Linked DNA regions of Mus musculus: region 1 is linked to region 2. Evidence: chromatin contacts called from public Hi-C data. All regions are on one chromosome and are shown on one strand. Each heading gives the region's core, a stretch centred on a gene start, on an enhancer-like site or on the middle of the called end of the contact. The rest is flanking DNA. Distances are from core to core; before and after follow the strand shown.

The links. A called contact is a pair of places that touch in the nucleus more often than the background predicts.
Region 1: a Hi-C map of cortical neurons shows a contact between it and region 2, with 2.3 times the contacts expected there. The contact joins two enhancer-like sites. A contact is called at or near these places in 1 of 15 datasets of contacts at CTCF or cohesin (the NIH/3T3 cell line) and 6 of 484 Hi-C or Micro-C datasets (adipose-derived mesenchymal stem cells, bone marrow-derived macrophages, cerebral cortex and 3 more).

The regions. Positions count from the first base shown.
Region 1 is chr10:14,388,939-14,392,505 of GRCm38.p6, forward strand. No RefSeq gene overlaps it. Among named protein-coding and RNA genes, the nearest start is that of Gm40603, 68 kb to the left of the region's middle. Within about 2 kb of position 2,238, at least 17 of the 459 cell types and tissues checked have an H3K27ac peak or open chromatin away from gene starts, as enhancers often do. A contact at or near this core is called in cortical neurons, where this site is marked.
Region 2 is chr10:13,672,247-13,675,926 of GRCm38.p6, forward strand. All of the region lies in intron 4 of Aig1 (androgen-induced 1), which reads right to left. Among named protein-coding and RNA genes, the nearest start is that of Pex3, 120 kb to the left of the region's middle. Within about 2 kb of position 2,430, at least 7 of the 459 cell types and tissues checked have an H3K27ac peak or open chromatin away from gene starts, as enhancers often do. A contact at or near this core is called in cortical neurons, where this site is marked.

The DNA.
Region 1 (3,567 bases), core at 988-3,487, 720 kb after region 2:
ATCCAGGACAGTGTGCAATGATTTTATAATTAGTTTAGAAATGATTACCAGGAACTAGAAGCAAAGACTAAACACACACACACACACACACACACAAACACACAAACACACACACAAGCATAGTGCTAATTTGTTCATCTATTTTTCCCAAAAAAGTCTCATATAGAGCTAGAATAGAACAATCAAAGCCAAAGGTACTTTGGTGGCAAGGACATGTAATTCCAGCTACTTGGGAGACTGAAGAAATGGGACTGCAATTCTGAGGACAGCCTGGCCTATATGGTGGATTTGAAACCATTCTGAATAACTTAAGAGAACCTTATTTCTAAATCAATACTAAATGGAGATCATTTAATTGGAGGTGGTAGTGAGTGCTTACCTAGCCTCTACCAAGCCCCTGGTCTCAATTTCCAACATCATCAAAAACATTTTAAATTTATTATATATTTTATTATTTAAAACAAAATTTAAATTTAAATATGTCTTTGGATTATATTCTTCCCCTCGCCCAAGTTTTTCCATATCATCCCCCTCTATCCACCCAACTTTCAATTCTTTCTCAACTAAAATACAATAAACAATCCCCCAACCAAGCAAACAAAATAAAACAGCACCAAAAAAAAAAAAAAGAAAAGAAAAGAAAAACTAAACCAAACCAAAACAAACAGCAACAACAACAAAACCCCCAGCAAACTGCAACCAAATAAAAGCACATTGAAAGACAAACAGACAGACAAACAAACCCAACAAAATAAAAAACTATGGCAGGACCAGGTTGCATTTGGCTTAGTTGTTGGCTGAGGGGGTCCCAGGGAGACTCCCAAACAACTGAGGCTGATGCACAAACAGAGGGCTGCTCTCTGCAAACTGACAGCAGGGCCCCAGTGCTGAGCACAACAGCAGCACTGAACATTCACACAGCTCAGTGAACACGGAGCGGTCGAGCTGGTTCCTCCATGGAACCTTCTCCCTGACTTTCTAGTCTCTTTGTTGTGGGAGGGTACTCTTCAGGTTACTGAAAGAGAAATATGGACACCAACCCAACCGGAAAACCTTTGACCTATAATCTGTCCTGCCTGCAAAATGTGCTGGAGCAAGGGTGGCCCAGAACTCCTGGGAGTGGCCATCTAACGTCTGATTTAGTTTGAGGCCCACTCCACTAGAGGGTCCCCGTGAAGGACACTGGTCAGGAATTGGAGACTGGATAGTCCAGAGACCTAGGGTAGAACCCAACTTGACTTGCCAAAACCAAAACCAAAACCAAACGAAATAAAAATAAACAATAAAACGAAAAGAAACAAAACTCAAGAAATGTTTCCTTTTAAGATTCTGCTGTGCTCATAGGTCTATGCCGTTTCTAGGCATCATGAGAGAGGCATCCACTGGCAGCGGGTGGGAGTGGATGCAGACACAGTATGTGGAGAGAGAATCTAAATTGGGGGTCTCCATCATGTCCCACCCCTCAGAGCTCAGGGAAGCCAGTGGAAGAAGTAGAGGCAAGATTGTAAGAGTCAGAGGGTCTGAATTCAGGACACCAGGAGAATGTGGTCCACAGAATCAGCTAAGCAGGGCTCAGAGAGACTGAAGTGGCAAGCTTGGGGCCTGTGTGGCTCTGCACCAGATCCTCTGTGTATGCGATGGAGCTGTTAGCTTGTTTTTATGAGACCCCTAACTGTGGGAGCAGGTGTATCTCTTGACGTTTTTGCTTACTTTTGGGACCTTCCTATTGGGTTGCTTTGTTCAGCCTCACTGTGAGGCCTTTTGCCTTGTCTGAGGTAGTTTGTTTTGTTATATTTGGTCATTGTCTCTTAGAGGCCTGGTCTTTTCTGAAGGGATCAAGAAAGGGAGTAGGTCCTTGATGGGTGAAGGGAGGGGAAACTGTTTTGTTGGGATCTATTGTATGAGATAAGAATCTATTTCAATTTAAAAAAAGAAAAGGAAAAAGAAAGGAGTTTTAGCCGTATTTTGTTTCTCTTCCTTTCAGTACAACATTTTCTCTCAGAAATGTGATTTTAAGCAAGTAGGGAAGGGCAAAATGAAATTTAAAGAGAAGGTTGGACATTTCTCTTTTCTTCATTTACCATGCGCGTTCACCAAAAGCACGGAGCAAACATTTCGGCTGTTTGATCAAAGATTTCAAGGCTGACCCCACGCAAGAGCTGAGCAGTGCAGTATCTAGCATCACCAACCTTGCAGGATTGATGCAGAACGCTGTGGTCTAGGGCTGTTAGTCTATTGTTAATAGGACAGTGCCATCTGCTGGTGATGTAAATATTTACAGTCGCCTGCCTGAAATTGATATCCTTGAGGTGATGAATCCTGTTTGTTATAGTATTACTTTAACAGTACTTAGAGAATCAAAGTGAGGGATAGTATCATTTCATTGTCTTATAAAAGAAATCCTCTTACTATTCCGTGAGAAATGACAAGGTCCGTGCCCTCACCAGAGACAGCCCAACCATCCAGAGAGTGCCTGGTCTTTAGATGGTTTGCCTTCAGGCTGAAGGAGCTGAAGGAGGGAGCAGGGCGTCACCCAGTGGACTCATATAGCCATGGCAGGAATGGAAGGATGCAGTCCGTGTTTCACAGTGAGCTCCCCAAACCTTTGAAGAAACAAACCCAGGTGTCTCTAGCTATCTAGACTGCTGTCCTTTTAAAGCAATATCTTCTCTACCAGACGTTTCCCATTGATTAAGGATTGGAAGACAGGTTGCTGACAAGCGAGGCTTCTCCGGATTTTATCCGCTGTCGTTTCTGGGGCAAAGTACCACTGAAGAAGGGACTTTGCCACTGTGGTTAAACCAAACCGTTGGAGATGAAGGCTATCCTAGACCAGTGGTTCTCAACCTTCCTAAGGCTGTGACACTTTAACACACGTCCTCATGTTGTGGTGACCCTCCCAACCATAGAACTATTTGTGTTGCTACTTCATAATTGTAATTTTATGACTCTTGTGAATCATAATGCAAATATCTGTTTTCTAATGGTCTTAAGCGACCCTTATGAAATGGTCATTCGACCTTCAAAGGGGTTCACTGCCTATAGGTTGAGAACTACTTAACTATAACACTAGCATAAGCACTTGGCGTGAAGTGCAGGGCTTTTGGTTTTTTTGCAGCACTCAAATGGAAGATAGGGTTTTGATCATCCTTACCAAGGGCTGTATTCCAAGTTACAGAAGTTGTTTTGTGCTGGACATATTATTACTGTTTTTATTATCCTAAGACAAGACTATCAAATCATATGCTATTTATAGAATGGTAGAGTAGAGAGTGTACATGGGTAAATGAGGTTTTTTCAATAATTTTAGACACTAAGGACATGACAATGTGATGAAAGCAAAGGTCACACGGGGTGTGAGGGAATGCCAGGAAATGAGGCAGACATATAGGCAGGGAGGGGGACACAGTGACAGCCAGTGTGACTTAAGCAGGTGTTAAGAAAGGAAGAGAGAAAGGTCATGCTAGTGTCAGAAACTGTAGACTACAAAAAGGACAAAGTGAAAATCTTAGGAGAAGTCCTATGTGCAAAGCTGAGCCCAATAAGGCAACCTTGCATCTGGAACAT
Region 2 (3,680 bases), core at 1,180-3,679:
GTGCTTACAAACTTCAGGAAAAATGTACGGCTTCTTCCTTTTAAAATACTGGTCGGTCTCACTGTTAGGTTTCTGACCGTGGTGGCAGAATGTATACCCCGCTTTCCCTCAGGTGTGATTCTGAAAGTTCTATCTCTGTACCTACTATCTCATGCTTCTCATTGGCTGAGCATTCGACTGCTGTACTGTTAGTGTATAGGTCTGCATTTCTAGTTCTGTTGACCTTCAATTTATCTGTGCACTGAGAATGTCCACATTCCCATATCATCTACCCTAAAGTTATATGGGAATTTCTAGACAACTTCCAGCTAGAACCTTTAGTCTCTGATTTACTTTAATACCTCAACCCTGGGTCTTCAGTAACCACATTTATGCTGAAATAACTATTAATTTCTGTACTACATTCTACCTAGTTTTCTCCTTTAAAATATTTTTTAAAATATAGTTTCTACATGACAGCTTTTATATATCTTCATGAATATAGCACACACATACACCATTTATACTGAAGATTAAAACTGTAAGTAAAACCATGACATGATTTGTTCAGGTTTCATGATTAAAGTGACTGATACAGAAGTACTGGAGGCATACTGGCTCATAAGTATTTTCAGATCTCCCAGCCCATGAGAGAGAGAAAGGAAAATTAAATGAAATTGGATCAAGAATGTTCTTTCTGCACCCTCGTCTAAGTAGGAGGAAGGTGTGAGCGGCAGGACGATGTTTAGCCCTGGTAAGTCCTCTTTGGTTGGATGACTGAGTAGCCCTTAACTTCCCTACTGACTTCTTGTAGAATAAGAAGTCTACATAGTCCATCCCATAGTTGTGGCTAAGAGATGAAATCATTAATTTACAACGAGAGAGAGGTGATTCCACAATGCATTGATGTTAGGTAATAAGGACCATGAGAAAACCCAGGTGTTGAGAATCTGGGCAGAATGAATACATACGCGGACTTAGCAGGGACTGAGCACCTTCATTCTTTAATGTTGTCTTTTTGGTTTTCCATGTTGCTACATTGACTTCTCCCTGGCAGAGACTTACAAGCTTGTCTACTATAAGAGGCAGCCTTGATGACAAAGCTGTACTTCTCATGCAGATCCATTTGTCTCTATAGCAATAATAGGAGATGACTGGAGGTCATTAACATACAAGATCAAAGGGACACCAGGCCTCCTTATCGGATCACTGGTTGAAAAGGAAAGCTGAGCAGATAATCCTGCTTCTCCTTGGTGTGGCACCTGGAAAGCAGGCCTGACTGCTGGCATTATCAATATTCCATTTCTTTTTCATTAAGCAGTAGCACAGTGAGTATTCAGATCTGATCTATGCTAGAAATGTGCCGACAAGAAAAAGAAAGAAAGAAAGAAAGAAAGAAAGAAAGAAAGAAGGCTGCTACCATGGAAACCTCCCTGATTGGCCTTTGTGTGAGCTCGATGCTTCCTAGATGCTAGCAAGCTTCATACAACACAGGACCAGTCAAAGTTGGCCCTGCAGCTTCTTCCCAAGAGCCCTGATGATTAAGGTTAATGAACACCTTAAACGTGGTGATCTGAAGGAACAATATTTCTGTGTTTGCTCATCATTGGATCAGCCTTAAGATATGCTTTGAGTTCAAAGTGAGAGCCAATTCAAGGCCACATCCCAATATTTGTCTCATGAAAACAAACTACACCATTGCTTTAAGGAATCACACATTGAGAAATAAGCTATTGAAAGTGAACTGAGAAAGAGACTATTGCCTGCTTTCATTCAACAGATCAAGTTCACTTAGTTATCTGTGCATCAGCTACTTCTATACAGTGACACCCTGAAGGGAACTTCCATTCAAAGACTTAGTGCACAGTGTTATAAACCTAATTTTATTTTCTGTGTGTGGCTATTTCATTTACTCAAGTCTAGGTAACAACTCTATGGGTTCAATATGTACTTAAAAACTTTGATTTTCTATAAGTGTGCACAGTAAAAAATCTTAACTGAGTTAACCGGTCTTTGAAGGTGATGGGGGCAGACCAATTACTAGTAAATAGTAGACACCATTTTTATTCTTTCTAATGTCTGTTAGGAGACTATTTCTTCTATTATTTCCCATGTGTGTGTGTGTGAGTTACAATGTGAGTGAATACACTGGATATCTGTCCTCATATCCTACCTTTTGAGACAGGGTGTCTTGTTTGCTGCAGAGTACACCAATCTAGCTGGCCTGTGAGCTGTTGGCAATGCTTCTGTCTCCACCTCCCAGCTCCCCACAAGGCTGCTGAAATTACAGAAGCGTGCATGTCTACATCTGTCCTCCTGTGGCTTCTGGGGATTCAGACTTCTGCTTGCAGGGCAAGGACTCTACCCAGGGACCCATCTCCACAGTCCTCTTGAGGCTATTTCTAGTGATCGGTTAGATGGGAAATCCTGGCTCCTACTGTGCATCTCTCCATCAGTGTGGCTCTGCAAACAGCCTATTTCAGTTGTGTTTAGAAATTATCACTGAGTGTGGAGTACACAGTGTGGACAAAGAAAGAAAATGAGAGAGCTGATAATTTAATCATTTCTAAAGACTCATTCGCGACATTTTCTAGAAAGACAAATATGTTTTGACAAACATCACTTACGCTAGTTCTCACTTATTTTTTTTTTTAAGACACATTCTTCTCTGAGGAAATGCAACCGCCAGCACGTAGAAAAGGCAGCCACCATCTGCTCAGCCCTTTTTCTTTCTCAGCATTCAAGGTTTCAAAGGAGTATTGTTATTGTTGCTCCTTTTTTTTTTTTTTTTTTTTTTCTTGAGACAAGCTCATTCTCTGGCGTTGATGTGATAATCTTCCTGCTTCAGCCTCTAAGTGCTTGGATTAAAGGTGTGTACTGTGATGCCTATCCGGACTGATGTTTTTGACAGTGTACACTATCCCTTTGTTCAAATATTACTTCAACTTAGCAAGCTCCTTCCAGACACTGGGCATTGCCCCAAGCCACATGGCACATGTGGGGAATGCCATAGCTTTTGCCCATGAGATCACAGCCTAGTGGTGGTGTAGTGTGGTGTGTAGGTAGATCAAAGCCGTGTTACTGCACATGTTGTGAGAGTACCTGAAATTGGGAACCACAGGTGAGTCATATGTCAGAGAAATGTTCTTGGAGTACGAAATCTACTATGTGAGATTCCAAAATAGACTTAGAGTGGTGGTAAGGCCTAGAAGGAAATAGTTCAGGCAGAGGGATGGACATAACATGTCTCAAAGGTGAGTTCATGAAATTTCAAGTAGTTGAACAGAGCTGATATGTATAGCTCTGAAGACAAGGCAGAGGGAGCCTCTAAGTTCAGCCAGCGCTTTCTGTGTTATGACATCACTGCTTCTCCACCAGTGTGCTCTCTCTCTCTCTCTCTCTCTCAACTCGTGTGTTTGATATTTTCAAAGCTCCATCATTATTCAAAAAATTTTTCATAAGAAAGTTGGTCATCAATTGAAGAATGCATCAGCAAAATATGGTATTTTTGGCAGTGGTGAGAGTTGAGCATTATGTATACTAACTACTCAAGCATAAGAACTCTATTTCCACCAGAACTCACATTTAAAACAATAAAGTCTGCCCTGGTAACACCAGCTGGGAGGTAGAGACAGGAAGATTCCTGGAGCTTGCTGGCTGCCCAGCCTAGACTACTTGGTCAGCTCCTTGTATGTTGTGAT